2 separate regions of the Mus musculus genome follow, and region 2 is linked to region 1. The links are chromatin contacts, called in public HiChIP or PLAC-seq maps. All regions are on one chromosome and are shown on one strand. Each heading gives the region's core, a stretch centred on a gene start, on an enhancer-like site or on the middle of the called end of the contact. The rest is flanking DNA. Distances are from core to core; before and after follow the strand shown.

Evidence for each region. HiChIP or PLAC-seq counts read pairs in DNA pulled down with a chosen protein or histone mark.
Region 2: a contact with region 1 is called in an H3K27ac HiChIP or PLAC-seq map of regulatory T cells, with 5 times the contacts expected there. The contact joins two enhancer-like sites. A contact is called at or near these places in 1 of 484 Hi-C or Micro-C datasets (cerebral cortex) and 1 of 115 datasets of contacts at active chromatin or transcription factors (regulatory T cells).

The regions. Positions count from the first base shown.
Region 1 is chr15:53,096,206-53,103,498 of GRCm38.p6, forward strand. Ext1 (exostosin glycosyltransferase 1) reads right to left here. Exons shown (of 11, transcript NM_010162.2): 4 at 5,480-5,599. Among named protein-coding and RNA genes, the nearest start is that of Gm41323, 170 kb to the left of the region's middle. Within about 2 kb of position 4,371, at least 49 of the 459 cell types and tissues checked have an H3K27ac peak or open chromatin away from gene starts, as enhancers often do. A contact at or near this core is called in regulatory T cells, where this site is marked.
Region 2 is chr15:53,262,744-53,270,036 of GRCm38.p6, forward strand. The region is part of intron 1 of Ext1 (exostosin glycosyltransferase 1); the gene reads right to left. Among named protein-coding and RNA genes, the nearest start is that of Ext1, 80 kb to the right of the region's middle. Within about 2 kb of position 4,793, at least 95 of the 459 cell types and tissues checked have an H3K27ac peak or open chromatin away from gene starts, as enhancers often do. A contact at or near this core is called in regulatory T cells, where this site is marked.

The DNA.
Region 1 (7,293 bases), core at 3,121-5,620:
GTCTAGATTATGATCAACAAGGAAGAAGTACCACAGATCCAGAGTCTATGCGTAGATAAATTAAGCAAAAGAGCCTTAAGTCTATGCTGCCTAGAGTTAACGTCCATTTTCTTCCTTAGCAGGGCCATAACCCATTGGACGACTTATTGTGTCTAAGTGCTAGGCCAAGTGGGCCCAGCTGACGTGTGGTCCTTGAGCTCATCTCAGGAACACGTATGCTTTGTTGCTTTGTGTATAAGGATGGCATTTCCTTTACCACTTCTGTTTTTCTGTTTGTTGAATTTAGGGTAATGCAAGCTCTGAATTAAGATGGGAAAGCAAGTGTTCTCTCTCTTGCAATTTGCCTGAGAGGTCAGATGGTTACAATCCAATCTTGGGATGATATAGAGAGATTTGACAGCTGCTATAAATTTGAATGAAGTATATGGTTTTAGTGTTAAAAAAAAATGTGTTGCTAAAGAATTGTGTGGCTTAGATCCAAGGGGAAGAAAGCTTTTCTAGGCTCAAAGATGAAAACAGCTCAACGTAAGATTCTATTGTGATGAATGTAACACATCCAGCTGTTATTGCAGGAGAATGGAGGGAGCTCTGTTAACTTAATAGACAAGAAACTGGATCCACACAATAACCTGCTGCAAAAGAAATATAATTAATGAGATATGATCTTTTGCCTGGCAAATTAGCAATGTTGTCTGTGTGTTATGTTTTAATTACAATCATGAAGGCTCACAAGAATGCAGCAGAGGAGGGTCTCTCAGAGACAGCCTGGGAGAGTCTAAGTGGAGGCAACCATTTAAAGAGTCTAAGTGGATGCAATACTGTTCCTCCTACTGTAGGCAATGAGATGTGTCATTTAAGGCAGTTTTCTTTCTTACATGGACTGCTTTATTTTGAAATATCAAGAGAATGAACTAGTCACTCATGATAGGTCCTTTGCAGCAAATTAGGGAAGACAAAAGAGAAAATAAAAAAAAAATCAGCTTCACATAAATCCCTGCTTAAATAGAGGACAGAGAGGGGATGAGAAGGTGACTCAGTGGAGCTCACAGAGGAACAGGAAAACAGCTTACAATCATCTGAACTCCAGTTCCAGGGGATCTAACACCTATTACTGGCCTCTGAGGGCACTATGTCCATGTGATCCACATATATACATACGGGTAAAACATTCATACACACAAAAAGTAAAATACATAAGACTTTAAAGGGGGATACAGCTAGTATTTTATATCATGACTTAGGAATGGTTTTCCCTAAATGTGTATAAGTCTGTATTATGTTGACCAAAATAAAAGATGGGTTTGAATATATTGTAACCTGTTTTTAAAAGAACAGTATGAACATTTGCTTATACCAATAAATGTATATCCTTACCACATTTGGTGTCTGTATAATAGTCTTCAATGTAGATACATTACAATTGGCCAATCTGTTTCTCACTATCTGACTGAGGATGTGCAATGTTATAACAAACATAAACACCATAGCCTATGCTACTTAGAACTTTCTTCATTAGGTCATTATCTTCTCGAGAAGTACAGGGTGAAAATTATGCTTTCTTCTAAAGGTGCTAGCCTCTGCAGAAAGGCTTAAGAGGGGTAGTCATCCTCCATCTAATCTTAAAGTCTCTCTTCTGCACCCTTGGTGACACCACTACCATGATTCCATGGGACATCTACTGATGCTATAGGTGGGAAGTAGTATTTTATTTAATTTTAACTTCCTCAAGTTAAGGTAAATATCCCTTTCACAGCACCTGATGCATACATGACTTGACTATATACGCTTAGGAACAAGTACAATTCAATTTAATTAGCAATTAAGCCACTCCACACTTTTGCATCTCTTGTCTTTATTATATCCATCCACACAAGGATTCTGTAGATACTTCTTTAGATTATGAGGGTGTCACATCCTGATAAACTCATTATAGACTAAAAATAAAGTAAGTTGAAAATGTGTTTACTATACTCAGTTCATCCAGCATACTAACTAACCTTAGCAACACAGCACACAGAGATACAAGTGTGGCTGACTGGGAGATATGGCTCATGGCCACTGCCCAGATTCACAACACAATATTCTATCACACATACTGATAGCCTGGGAAAAGGTACAAAATAAGTACTCAAAATATGGATTTAATGAATGCATGTTATTTTCTGCACCATCATAATATACTTTAAGAAAACCATTAACTCAAACTGCTGTATGTACTGATTATCTATACGCATCTGCCATTGTATACATACATATGTATAATTTATGTATACATACATTACTGAAATATTAGGAGTTTTTCCTTTTCATTTCATATCCTAATTCAGAATGTTTGTAGAAAGATGTACTTTAACGGGTTTTGGGAAAAGACGTACTTCAATTGTTCTAATCTGAAAATATAAGTACTTTTGTGTGTTTTTGACAAGGTCTCACTGTATTCCAGCCTACTTGGGAACTTGGATATTTTTCTAATTTCTTTATCAGAGTTTACATGTCAAAAATATTAACATTTTTTAGCTTCATATTGACTGTGAACCTCTGCTCTCAGTTTTGCATTTCTTTATGGTGTATCTGCCTGACAAAAGTTTTAATGATTTTCATCGTCATGCTTAGTGTGTTTTATGCCTGAGATCATGTGCAGAGCAGCTTCTTTAACTTCAAATGATATGGCTATACCCACCTCTATCTTATTACATCAACTGTATTATCTTTGTGTGCCTGTGTGAGTGTGGAGTGCTCACCTGTGTGGAGATCAGAGGTGGACAGGTCTGCACTTGGACCTGGACCTTGCAGTTTGGGCTAGCCTGGCTACGTATCAAGCTTCTGGAATATGCCTGCCACTGTCTGCACTGCATTGTAGTCACAGGCCCATGTCACCATGGCTGGCTTTTACATGGATACTGGGAGTCCAACCAAGTCCTCATGCGAGTGTTGCTAATACTTTTATACTATATGCCCACTATTGTACTAACAATACGTTATTTGGTATCAAGTAACACAACTCATATCTTCTCTCATTTGAGAAGTTGGATCAAAGCTCTCATAATTATGGTAGCTTTATAATGTGTGCTAATTAAACTATGGAAATAAATGATCTTTACTGCTTTTCAATAATCCTAGGCTATGGTAGGGCATTTATTCTTCAAACTAAATATAATTAATCTTTAAACTAAAAGTAATTTGTCTAACTTCTTTTAAGACTTTGATGTGTAGATCGAGGAAAATTGCTATCTTTACAGTAGACTCCCCCATTACTCAAGTTTTATTTTATGTCATTCAATTTCATGTGCCATTTTCATCAAACAAAAATAAAACAATATGTTTTTTTCAAGTTTAAGAAAAAACATAGTAATTTAACAAAATATATTATGAACTTTGTAATGCCTGGACTCTTTGGTTCACTAATTTCACTTCATAAATACCAACCTAGAAGTGTAGGCAGAAACAAAGCTCAAAATGCAAGCAAAACACTGACTAAGGCACTGTATGCATTCCCAGTCATCTATGCAGATAGCAGTAATCACAGATAGTATTTACGGTGACCTGCACCAGATGGGTGGATAAGCAGAGGCTTACCACACGATGGTATTAGGGTGAAGACAGATTAAAACGTGGTCTGGGTGTATCGGTGAACAGAGCAGGACAGGATAAAAAGGCTAAGGACACGCCCGAAGACATACTACGTAGCCCGAAAGAGTAACTAAAGCCACGGGAAAACTAGAAAATAACTTACAAGAAAGAAAATAAATGAAGAAAAAAAGGCTACCTTTTTAATACAGAACATGATTAAAAGCCAATAGTCTAAGCAGTTAGACGGTATGATATATTAAAAAAAATGATTGCAGTAAAATATGTGTATGTGTCTGTATGTGTACAGATAAACTATACATTAGAAGGCCAAGGCTCTGTCTAAATGTAGCCAGCAGAGAAGCCACAGACACTGAGACGGGTATAACACAAACAGAGCAAAATGAGTGTGAACAGCTGAGGGGGAATGCTTAGGACAAAAAACTAATATTTCAAATATTCTAAAAACTGCAAGTGTCAAAAATGTTGTGGCAGTTTCTTTTGTTTATCTGTGGGCTTCCTGAGCAAGAGACAGATAAAATCCAGTTAGTTTTGCTAACATTCTAAGAAGTAAAAGGCTAGAAAATGATTTATTATTTTTAAAGAAAAAAAAAATCTCCTATCTCACTCAGAAACAAAAGCAAAAAGGAATGGAAAATAACTTAGATAGACCTGTTTACCTAGCCGCAGGATGTACACCGGGCATAAAAATCCTGGTGACTGGTTGCCTAGAGCTAAGACCTGGAGCTGAAGTTAGGCTGGTGTGGAAAAATTTCCACTGTGCTTTGTCTAACACTCATGCTGACCCTCCCTCCCCTCAACAAGAACACAGCATGATCATGTCAATGGAGCAGGTGACTTCAGTTTCCACGGTATTACTTGGTTGTTTTGTATTTATTCAAGATTATATTAGCTTTCAGAGTGATTGTTAACTTCCGAAGGAAATACTCTCCAAGTGTGTAGTAGATTGTCCTGCCCCATTCTCCAAGTTCCAGGGTCACCTCAGGAGACAATCTGATCACTCCCCTGCTCATAGGCAGGAAACTCATGAGTGTGCAGTTTTCTGTGAGCTTTCTTAGCTCTTTGCAAAGCTCTGCATAGCCCGAGGCCATTGCTATCTGCTCTACTTCCTGTGGTTTTAATCATTTTCATGATTTTCTATTTTGCTATTGCCTTAAACCAGGCAATTTAAAAGAATGAGACATGGCTCAGTGTATGTGGAGTGCTTTCTCAATACAACTCCCCTGCCCCCCAACACACACACACACACACACACACACACACACACAGACAGAATAAAGCAACTTGAAGATGTTTATCCACTCATGAGCCAGAGTTTCTACTTTTATAAAGATTAACATTTTCAACACCAGTAGGATACAACCATGACAGAAGTTTTCTTCTTACCACAACCTTACAACATGGGGTTGGCTGGTTCAGTTGTTTGTGTCTTCAGAAGCAATTCTGCTGTCTCTTAAAGTGCTGTGCCCTATGGTGGCCCCTGAACTGTTCATAGTTTAAGAATGGTGGAGGATAGTTTCCTTACTTGATCAGTATCTTTTTTTCTCAATTTACTCCAGAAATATGTCTTCAAAGGATACCACTGAGTTTGAGTGACAGGAAGATAGTCATTACCCACATTACCTCTGAAATTATGCCAGACAAATCACTTTGTCCAGGGTACAACTTCTCTCCATGTCACTTCTACTATGAGAATTTGTCAGGAATGAGGGCATTTGCTTAAGACTGGTAAAACAGATGTGGGGTTGCAGGATGAGCTGTCACTAAACTATGCAAGGACAGGAAATTTGGTTTTGTCCTACTTGACTAAGTACACAACCCAACAGTAAAAAAAGAGGTTGCAATAAAAGAACTATTATTCAAAGATCATGAGTGGAATGGTCTCACTTACCTCTAGTGTAGTTAATACAATCTTCTCAACTGAAGAAAAATAAGCCTCCCACAAGAACTGTGTCTGCTGTCTAAGTGCTAGGATTTTATCCTGATGAATAGACCTGATTGTAGAAGGAATCTGTAACATAAGGGGAACACATAGTAATTATAACTGCAAAACAGAGAGATGAGCTTGATCAAAACAACTCAGTGGGTTGCACTTTTGTTCTTCATAGCATTCATTTTCTAGAAAACAGGTCTATTAAAAAATCATCACCCAGGCTGAAATGATGGCTAAGCCAGTAAAGGCTAGGCTCACCACCAAAGTCACCAACTGCTAAGTAAAAATGTCCCCAAGAAACATCAGAACAAACAACAGGTCTAGGAAAGCAACCTCAACAGCATTCAAATGCATGGAGACTGTGCACTGGCCTAGCTCAGCTCTAAGATTCTGTGGTAGCAGGTTAGTTGTATAGGGGACTCCTACAGTCCTAAGTCCCGTTCCCTCTTCCTCCTCTTCCTTCTCCTCTTCCTCCTCAAGTCCACAAAATCTTTGGTCCTGATATGGACATGAGAGGTCTTGGAGACAGTAAACAAACAGAACAACAACAACAATAAAAACCAAAAACAAAACCAACCAACCAACCAACCAACCAACCAACAAACCCTTTTCTAAGAAGTGCCACTCTAGGGACCATGAAGTATCTATAAATGTGTCTATTTAAAGACTGTTCATGAGCCTAACCACTCAACCCAAACCGATTTAGCCATGTCCACATGCACATCCTTCTTCTAGTCTCCTTTGAACCTTTTGTACACCTGAGAGCTCTCCTCTCAACTCCAGCCCTTACTCTGATTTCTCTGGATCTCTCAAACATTTCATCATAGGCTGTTCTATACCAAGTTAAATAATTTTGAAGGAAGGCCTTTCTTCCTGTTCATACTGCTATATATTTTGTGGCTAAGAGAATAGTTTTTATGCTAGCTATTCAAGAAATGAGCCTAATTGAGCATGGCCAATAGAAGCTCTCATCAGGATATTGTTATTTTTAATAGTAGCATAGCTTGATAGTAAGGTAAAGGCGTTAAGGGCATCAATGTGGGATTCTGGTTCTACTATTTACTAGATATGCTTCCTTGGATGAATTAGGTGCTCTTTTGGATTGTTCATTCATAACATGATATGGTTGGGTGCTTAGTACAGTGTCTACATATAGAAATCTTAATTATGATGGTTCATTATTACTGCTATTACCATTGTTGACACAGGGAGATGCTAGTCCAAGTTGGACCAATTTATTTTAAGTAGAGCTGGGCCAGTTGTTTACAGTCTACCTATAAATTTGTCTTAGCCCTAGTTCTAAGATGCCTTCCTTGGATTTCTGGCTAAGTTTTCCAGGCTTGCTCCCTGACTGTACGTACAGCTCAAGGGCTGTTCTATTTATGTAATCTACACTAGATTCCTGTGATTGTCAACTGCCCTGCTGTGCGCACCTTTCTGCATGCTTGCCTCCCTAATGCATGATGAATCACACAGACATGGGAGCCTGGGCTACATAAGAAATGCTCTGCCAACCACATTAATAGGAAAGTTACTCAAAATATGGGACTGCACTATAGTTGCGTTCTCATCAGAGGGAAAGGAGATGATAGCACATTGCTAAGATTCAAATTGGCCCTTAAGAAAAGCAGTGAAAAGAACAGAAGGAAAACCTGACTTGCTCTGCCAATATCTCAATGTAGATACTAAGTCTATGCTTTGAAAAGATCATAATACTGAAAAAAATACAGATGCTGAAGGTAAAGTTGAAACACTGGCAGGATCAAGGTCAA
Region 2 (7,293 bases), core at 3,543-6,042, 170 kb after region 1:
AAATATAAAGAACGGTCTACCTGAAATCAAACAGAAACGTGGCTGAAATCCATGCTTTTCAAGCAAGTCTCAAGACTCATAAAATCTCTGACAAGCCAACCACCAATGAAACTGTAATCATAGGCTTTATATTCTGTACAATTATGTTGCCTATGAGCAATAACCTATTGGGTGTCTATGAAGTTGATATATATATGAGAATGTATCAGAGAGAAAACAAGAAAAAATAGTGTTGGGAAAAGAGAGAGAAAAAATAATACGTGTTTAAAAGATGCATCTTCCTTTCCCTGAGGCCTCACTATGAACTACCAAAGTTTGACCAAAATGGCTATAATGACTGTCTGTTATTTTCTTAATTTTTTTTTAAATATTTATTTATATGTAAGTACACTGTAGCTGTCTTCAGACACTCCAGAAAAGGGAGTCAGATCTTGTTACGGATGGTTGTGAGCCACCATGTGGTTTCTGGGATTTGAACTCGGGACCTTCGGAAGAGCAGCCTGGAAGAGCAGTCAGGTGCTCTTACCAACTGAGCCATCTCACCAGCCCTGTTATTTTCATAATTCCATTAATTTATTATTTTATGGAATGCAACCAGGCAGGTTAAAAAGTCCTGTATTTTTTTCCCATGGTCAAACATTTACAGAATGAGGCTTTCCATTGAAGCACCCCACCCCCACTGATTTGGCACAGTGCATTACGATTAGTATACACACAATATCAAGTGTGTATACTCCAAAAAGTAAATGGTTTATCTTCCACTCAAACCAACAAATAGTTTGGCACAACCTTTCAGCACCCTATTTTAAAACAGATATATTTCTCAAAAAACAAAACAAAACAAACAAAACAACAAAAACAATCATACAAAAAGGATTATAGTACAATTTTTAAGGAAAGGTTTTTTAAATTTGATCCATATTTTCTATTAATGAACAAAATAGAGTTTTTTCATCCAAGCATATGTTAATGTGATGGTTTTATCAAAAGCCAAGGGAAAGGCAGGAAAGGGGGTAGGAGGGCTAGAGGACTTAGGTCTAGAGTTTTAATCCACATTCTAGCTAGTCCTCTGTTGCATTCTTTAAACGCTGGCGAAACCAACTTGAGACAAAAGGGCTTATTTATCTCACACTCCCAAGTCCATCATTGAGGACAGGACCTCACTGAGGAACCTGGAGGGAGGAGGTGAAGCAGAGGGCATGGAGGACTGCTACTCCCTGGCTTGCTCTCCCTGGTTTACTCAGTGGATTTCTTACACTACCCATGCAACCTGTCCAGGAATGGCCCTGACTACTATGGGCTGTAGGCACCCACTTTAATCAGCCTACTCTTCACCTGAGCTTCCCTCTACCCAGGTGACTCTAGTTTGTGTGGAGATGACAAAACTAACCAACACAATACCTATGTTATATGACATGTCATCTCAAGGCAAGGTCACATTATTTCCTAGATGTTAACTGACTATGATATAAAGTTCATGAGTAAGAGAGTTACGTTGCTTGAGATAAATGAGGGTAAAGTTTACTTTCCCAATAACTACTGAAAAAGGAAGTTTGCTCTGAGTAGGGAAAAGGAGACTTATTAAACTATTTTCCAGAACTTCAAGTAGCATTACTGGTACACAGACAATGAACTAATTATAAATAACCCAGTAATCCTTACGAAGCATAACAGTCCTGAGTACTGGCAATTAAATACAGTGTCACCAGACTCAGAACAATGGGAGGACAACAGGGACACCCTCCCTGGCGTTGCTCAGAAGAAACCTTAGTCGGCCAATGGCAACTTCGAAGTAGGAACATCCCTGAGCCGAGTGGAGGACATTTAGAAGACTCCCAGGCGACAGAGGAGCTATGGGAATCAGAAGCAAGTCCTCTGCCTTCCAAAGGGAATGATGATCACATCCAGATGCAGAGCCATGTGACAGATTAACCTTCCTGTGTCAACTCCATCACCAATGTTGGGAAGTTAGCCCAGTGGGTAGTGCATGCCACTCACGGATGAGGAACTGAAATCCATCCATCCTCAGAACCCATGTAAAATAGCCAGATGCGGTAGCACAGCAGGATACACTTATTATCCCAGTACAGGGAGAGTAGAGGCAGGTGGTTCCCTGAGACTGGCTGGTCAGCCACCCTGGCCTAATCAGCAAGTTCCAGGCAAAGCTACTGTTTCAAAAACAATGTTGACGTCTGGCTCCACAGGTACACGCCCACAGGAGCATGTATGCCTGAAGATATGCACACATGAACACAATCACCAAAGATTAATACAGAAGCTGGGCATGATGGGACACCTCAGCCTCATCACTCCAAAGCTGCGCCATCAAGATGATAACGTTGAAGCCGGTCTGAGCCACAGAGTTAGACCCTGCTTTAAATAATGCTAACAATAAACAATAAAAAACTTCTAAAAATAAAAAGCTACTGCTGAGGAGGGGAGGAAGGAGCCTACATAGGAATGACATGAAGAAGTGGCTATAGTACCGAGGAATACATGGCTCTAGCAGTTCCTGAACCACAGTGTCGGGGCCAGGACCAGTGAGGTAAAGGATGGGACTGTGAAGCTCATACAAAGCACTTCTTCCTTTCTTCCCACTGATCATTCATTCTCACGGTCCAGGGCCATGATGCATTAGAAGCAGTGACTCCGGGGCTGGGAACATAGAGATGCTGGACATCAGACCTGCCTCAGGCTGACAAGTAGTCTACAGTGTGTTCTGTTGTCACTTACTGCCCCCTTCCTTGAACCCTTTTCATCCCCTTGCTGACTTCTGGACAGACACAGACGGCTGGCAGTCGGAAGAGATCATATACACTCGTGTAATTGCCCAGGAGAGAATGTATTATTTTGTTAATAAGATAAGAGGGAGCTCTTATGCTTCAGAGTTAAGACAAAACAGAGGAGGAAAGAGTGGGAAAATAAGCCAGAAGCTATTCTTAGTAACTGCCAAGACATCTCAGAGCTTTGCTGCTAGGCTTCTTAGTACGACTGTCCTCTCAAGAACTATTAGAAACAACAGAGGGGGGGAAATGCCAGGAGTGCCCAGATAGGACTGCACTCAGGAGGCGGGACAGATTGTTTAAGTGCATGCCTAACTAGCATGCATAAGACAAAGAAAGAGAAAGATGGGAATGGAATCAAAGAAAGGAGGGGATGGGAGAGGAGTTGAGAGCCTGAGAATAGACCATAACTCTTTCCAGGACACATGTCAGGTCAGACGTGTCAAAGAATGTTGAACAGTTGGTTCTTTCCTTCCACTGAAGGTTGTGGGTATGGAACCCAGCTTTTGCCTCCATGAGCCTTCAGCTCCATCTCTCCACCCCAGAGTTATTAACTTACCACAAAGACTCTGCTGATCAGTGCTATCAAGAACTAGTCCAGGACACTGCATCCAGGGCAAGGGGCTTGAGACACACTTGCCTGAGTAACAACAGCTCAGGAGACTAGAGGGTTGAGGCAGAAGGGAGAACAAACAGGGCTAGAGGAAGCTTGAAAGGAGGCCTGGCCATTGGAGGAGACATCAGGAGACCTCTTCCTCTAAGCACAGGAGGGAGATGCTAGAGACTGGGTGTTTAAAGAGCAGAGTAAAAGTGGAGGTTTATGAGTGTATACCATATCTTCTTGTCAGTGTGTTTGTGTGTTTCCACAGATGGATGTGAGCTGGTACTATATATGCATGGAGCTGCCTCCGTCCAAATACAAAAAAGGACTTCTAACAGGGTTTGCTTCTGAGAAAAGAAACTGAGATCTAGAAGCTGTGTAATTAAAGCAAGAGGAGAAACCTCCTGTTACTGTGCCTGGCACACAGAGAAGGGAGAGGAGGTGGCTACTCTCTGAAAGGCCTGAAGCAGGATGCGCTAGAGGCCAGCCAGGGATACACAGTGAGTCCCGCGCTGACCTAGACTATAGCATAGACTCTGTCTCAAAAACAGAAAAGGGAGCAGGGGGGAGGGGAGAAAGAGAGGAGAAAGAGGGGAGAAAGAGGGAAATGAAAGGTGGATGGATAGTGGCAATGTTTATAATCCCATGAGAGGTGGAGGCAGGGGGATCAGGAGTTCACACTCACCCTAACCTTCCTACACTGAGAGTTTAGAGGCCGGCCTGCACTGGGTAAGACTGACATATAGGAGGAGAGAGGGAGAGAGGAAAGATACTCAGCATTGAGAGGGAGCATTCCTTCCTGTGTGAAGGGACTAGAACTATTCCTGGCCCCTGGCTGATTTCTGTGGCTTCCCCAAGAGTAGAGTTTCAAAGTCCAGGGGCAGATTTCTACGTAGCAATGGCAGCCAGAGATCTACAGAACAGGCATTCCAGCCAAAGAATGTTGGCTTGTGGGGGAAAAACAGAAGCAGAACAAACCACACCAGGTTTAAGATAAGAAGGGAGCCTGATACCGTCTAGTGCCACCCCACCCACATCTGCCTTAAATGGCTGCTCAAAGGAGAGCTGAGCAACTTCCTCCCAGGTGCCACTCTCCTTTGCTTAGCTCTGGTTTTGTCGATTTGTTTTGCTTTGCTTTTGTTTCTCTTTCGAGTTGATAGTGTTGTTTTCTGACAAGGTATCATGTAGCCCAGGCTATCCTCAAACTGACCTCAGACTCCTGATCTCCCTCCCAAGGTCTGGGATTACTGGAGTGAATCACTGTACCAGGCCTCGGTAATGCTGCTTACAAAAGCTTTTATCCTGTGGTGGAGAAAAGGCTCAAACAAGCAAAATACAAGGCACAGGACTATAAAAGAGGAGTGAAGAGACCGTTTTGCCAGGTCAGCAAGTCACAGAGAGGTAAATGATGGGACTGTGAACCTCACACAAAGCAGTTTTGGGCACAGAGGTGAGGAAATGTGGTGAAGGAGTATTTTTTTTAAATAACTCTTTGATAATTTTTTTTTGCAAAAATACCACTTCAATCAAAGTTCTGACAATTATGAAACATGCCAGCTGATAGCAAGAATCCATCAAATGTGCCAGAAGTGACAAGAAACGAGAACCTAGATCCTCAAATTGGATGGCCTTCAAGAGTCCCTGACAATCACTGTCATAAATCATGGAGGCCCGACACTGTCAGGATGGGGGTGGGGTGAGGGGAGGCAGTCATTGTCACAAGTTACAGAAGCTAAGCCCAGCAATGCTGCAGTTACAATAAGCATTGCCAGCCACCACTGTTACTACAGGGTAAATGTAGATGGTACCAGTTGTGAGGCTAGGTAGAGAGGTACCAGGACCACTGTCAAGATCTTTGATCTTAGGAACCTCACAGTTACTGCTAAGATAATTCTCCTGACCTGCCCCCCAAATAATTCATATTTCCCTGTCCAGAGGCTCAATACTGGCAGTGAGCAAAACTGTAAGAGAAAGCAGCATATCCAAGTCACTGGCTTAATTAGCAGTCCAAGATAAAAACAAGCCTTTGAAATTATTTTTTATTTACACACAGTTACTAGTATGCTATTTATGTCTGACTGTAAAACAATATAACAACCTCTAAGCTTTCTTGCTTTCAACTTATCTCTGTTTTTCTTTGAAATCAAGCAAATAAAATAAACTCGCCTCGGTTGCAGGTGTTTAGCAGACCAATTAAACTTTTGACACATCCCCTTGAGACAGGAATCAATATATCATCATCATAACTTTAGTTGGACATGTGACCCATGCTAAGCCACAGGGGGAGAGGTGCATTGAAGATTAGTCGTTAGCGAACTGTCATCTGACTGGCAGCTCTGTCATGGGCATTGTTACAGTTAGAACATTTCATTTCGTTCTTCTGGTTCCTTCATCTTTCCAAAAAATAACAGGTTGGGCACTAGGGTTAGCATCTACAGACAATATAGTAAGTCACGGATTCTTGATATTGTATGGACACTGTCCAGCACGTACAACAACCCATTAGTACACTTCTGAATAGGATCTTTTCCAATGAACCCTACATGGTTCACTCTGGAACACAGACAACATGCTTCTTGGTGACCACATCACTTGAGGTAATAACCTATCACAGAGCCGCAAGGACCTGGGCTTCCAGAAAGGTACTTGGGCCCAAAGGGGGAGGCAAAGTGACTTCCTGGTGGTAAGGTTTGAGGAAAGAAGCTGTAAATAGTACTTAGAACTAATATTCGGGGGGGTGGGGGCATAAAGTGTGAGTCGTGATATCAACTTACAAACCCAGATTGCTTAGGTTTGAACGGTCTTCAGTGGACAGAGCCATATTAGGGAGACAGCTCATTTAATGTGCTGGACGACTTCCTAAGACCATGCAAAAGTGGAAGATGCTTGGGTTTCAAGAATGGAAAAGTCAAGTCTCTCCCAGAGGCAGGCGCAGAGGCAGGCTTAATGTCCATCTTCTGAGCGTTTGCTACTGCCTGGGCAGTCTGTCTGTCTGTCTGTCTGTCTGTCTGTCTCTCTGTTTGTCTGACGGTCTCCCTCCAGCTATCTCTTTCCATCTCTACTCTGAGCATTCACTTACACAAATGTGAACTGGAAGAGCAGACTCCTATTGCCCCGTGGGTTTCTACTGAGTTGAAGCTTTCTCAGGTGTACTGGCCACTGAGCTCTTAGCCAGGAGCTGGAGAGCAACCACCGAGTGCCCTCGATCTACCCAAAATGTCCACTGCTCTCTGACCATTCCTATTTAGTTCAAAAATATCCCCAGCACAAGATCAGCACTCACGTGGTAAATGGTACCAAATGAGGGGCAAAAATGACAAAGGCTGGACCTTGCAGCTGTTCCTTGGTTCCCCTCCAGGTTGTCATGGGAATTACCTTTTATGAGAGTAATCTCATAGTTCACAGTTACCAGCAGTATGCAATTATCAATATGAGCCTCGCTGTTTGATGCTCACACTCTGTTTTCCATTAATAGAAACACTGCAGATTCTAAATAAATTACAGTGGGAATTAATGGTTGCCGAGATAAGTTTTTCTCCTCCAAGTGAGCATTTTATAACTAATTATGTGGCTGCAATGGGAGAATAGGAAGGAGCTGCGGCCACATTCCTAAAGGCCCCTATAGTAAGGAGAACACTGAAAGCAAGAAAGCCCAATGCTTGGGTCCCCGAAGCAACAGCTCTCTTCCCAGAGCTACAACCTACTGCTGGCCTAGGGCCATGTGAGAGGAAGGGCAGGAATGAATCTGGCCTTAATGAAAAAATAAATACATTCTTTATAAATACACACTTACTTCTAGGTAGCACGGGACAACTACAGAAAACGGAAGCATGAGAGAACTCTCAATGGCAAGCCTACCACGCTCAAGTCACCAGACACACGCTACACCATTCTGAATGCTCACTTTAG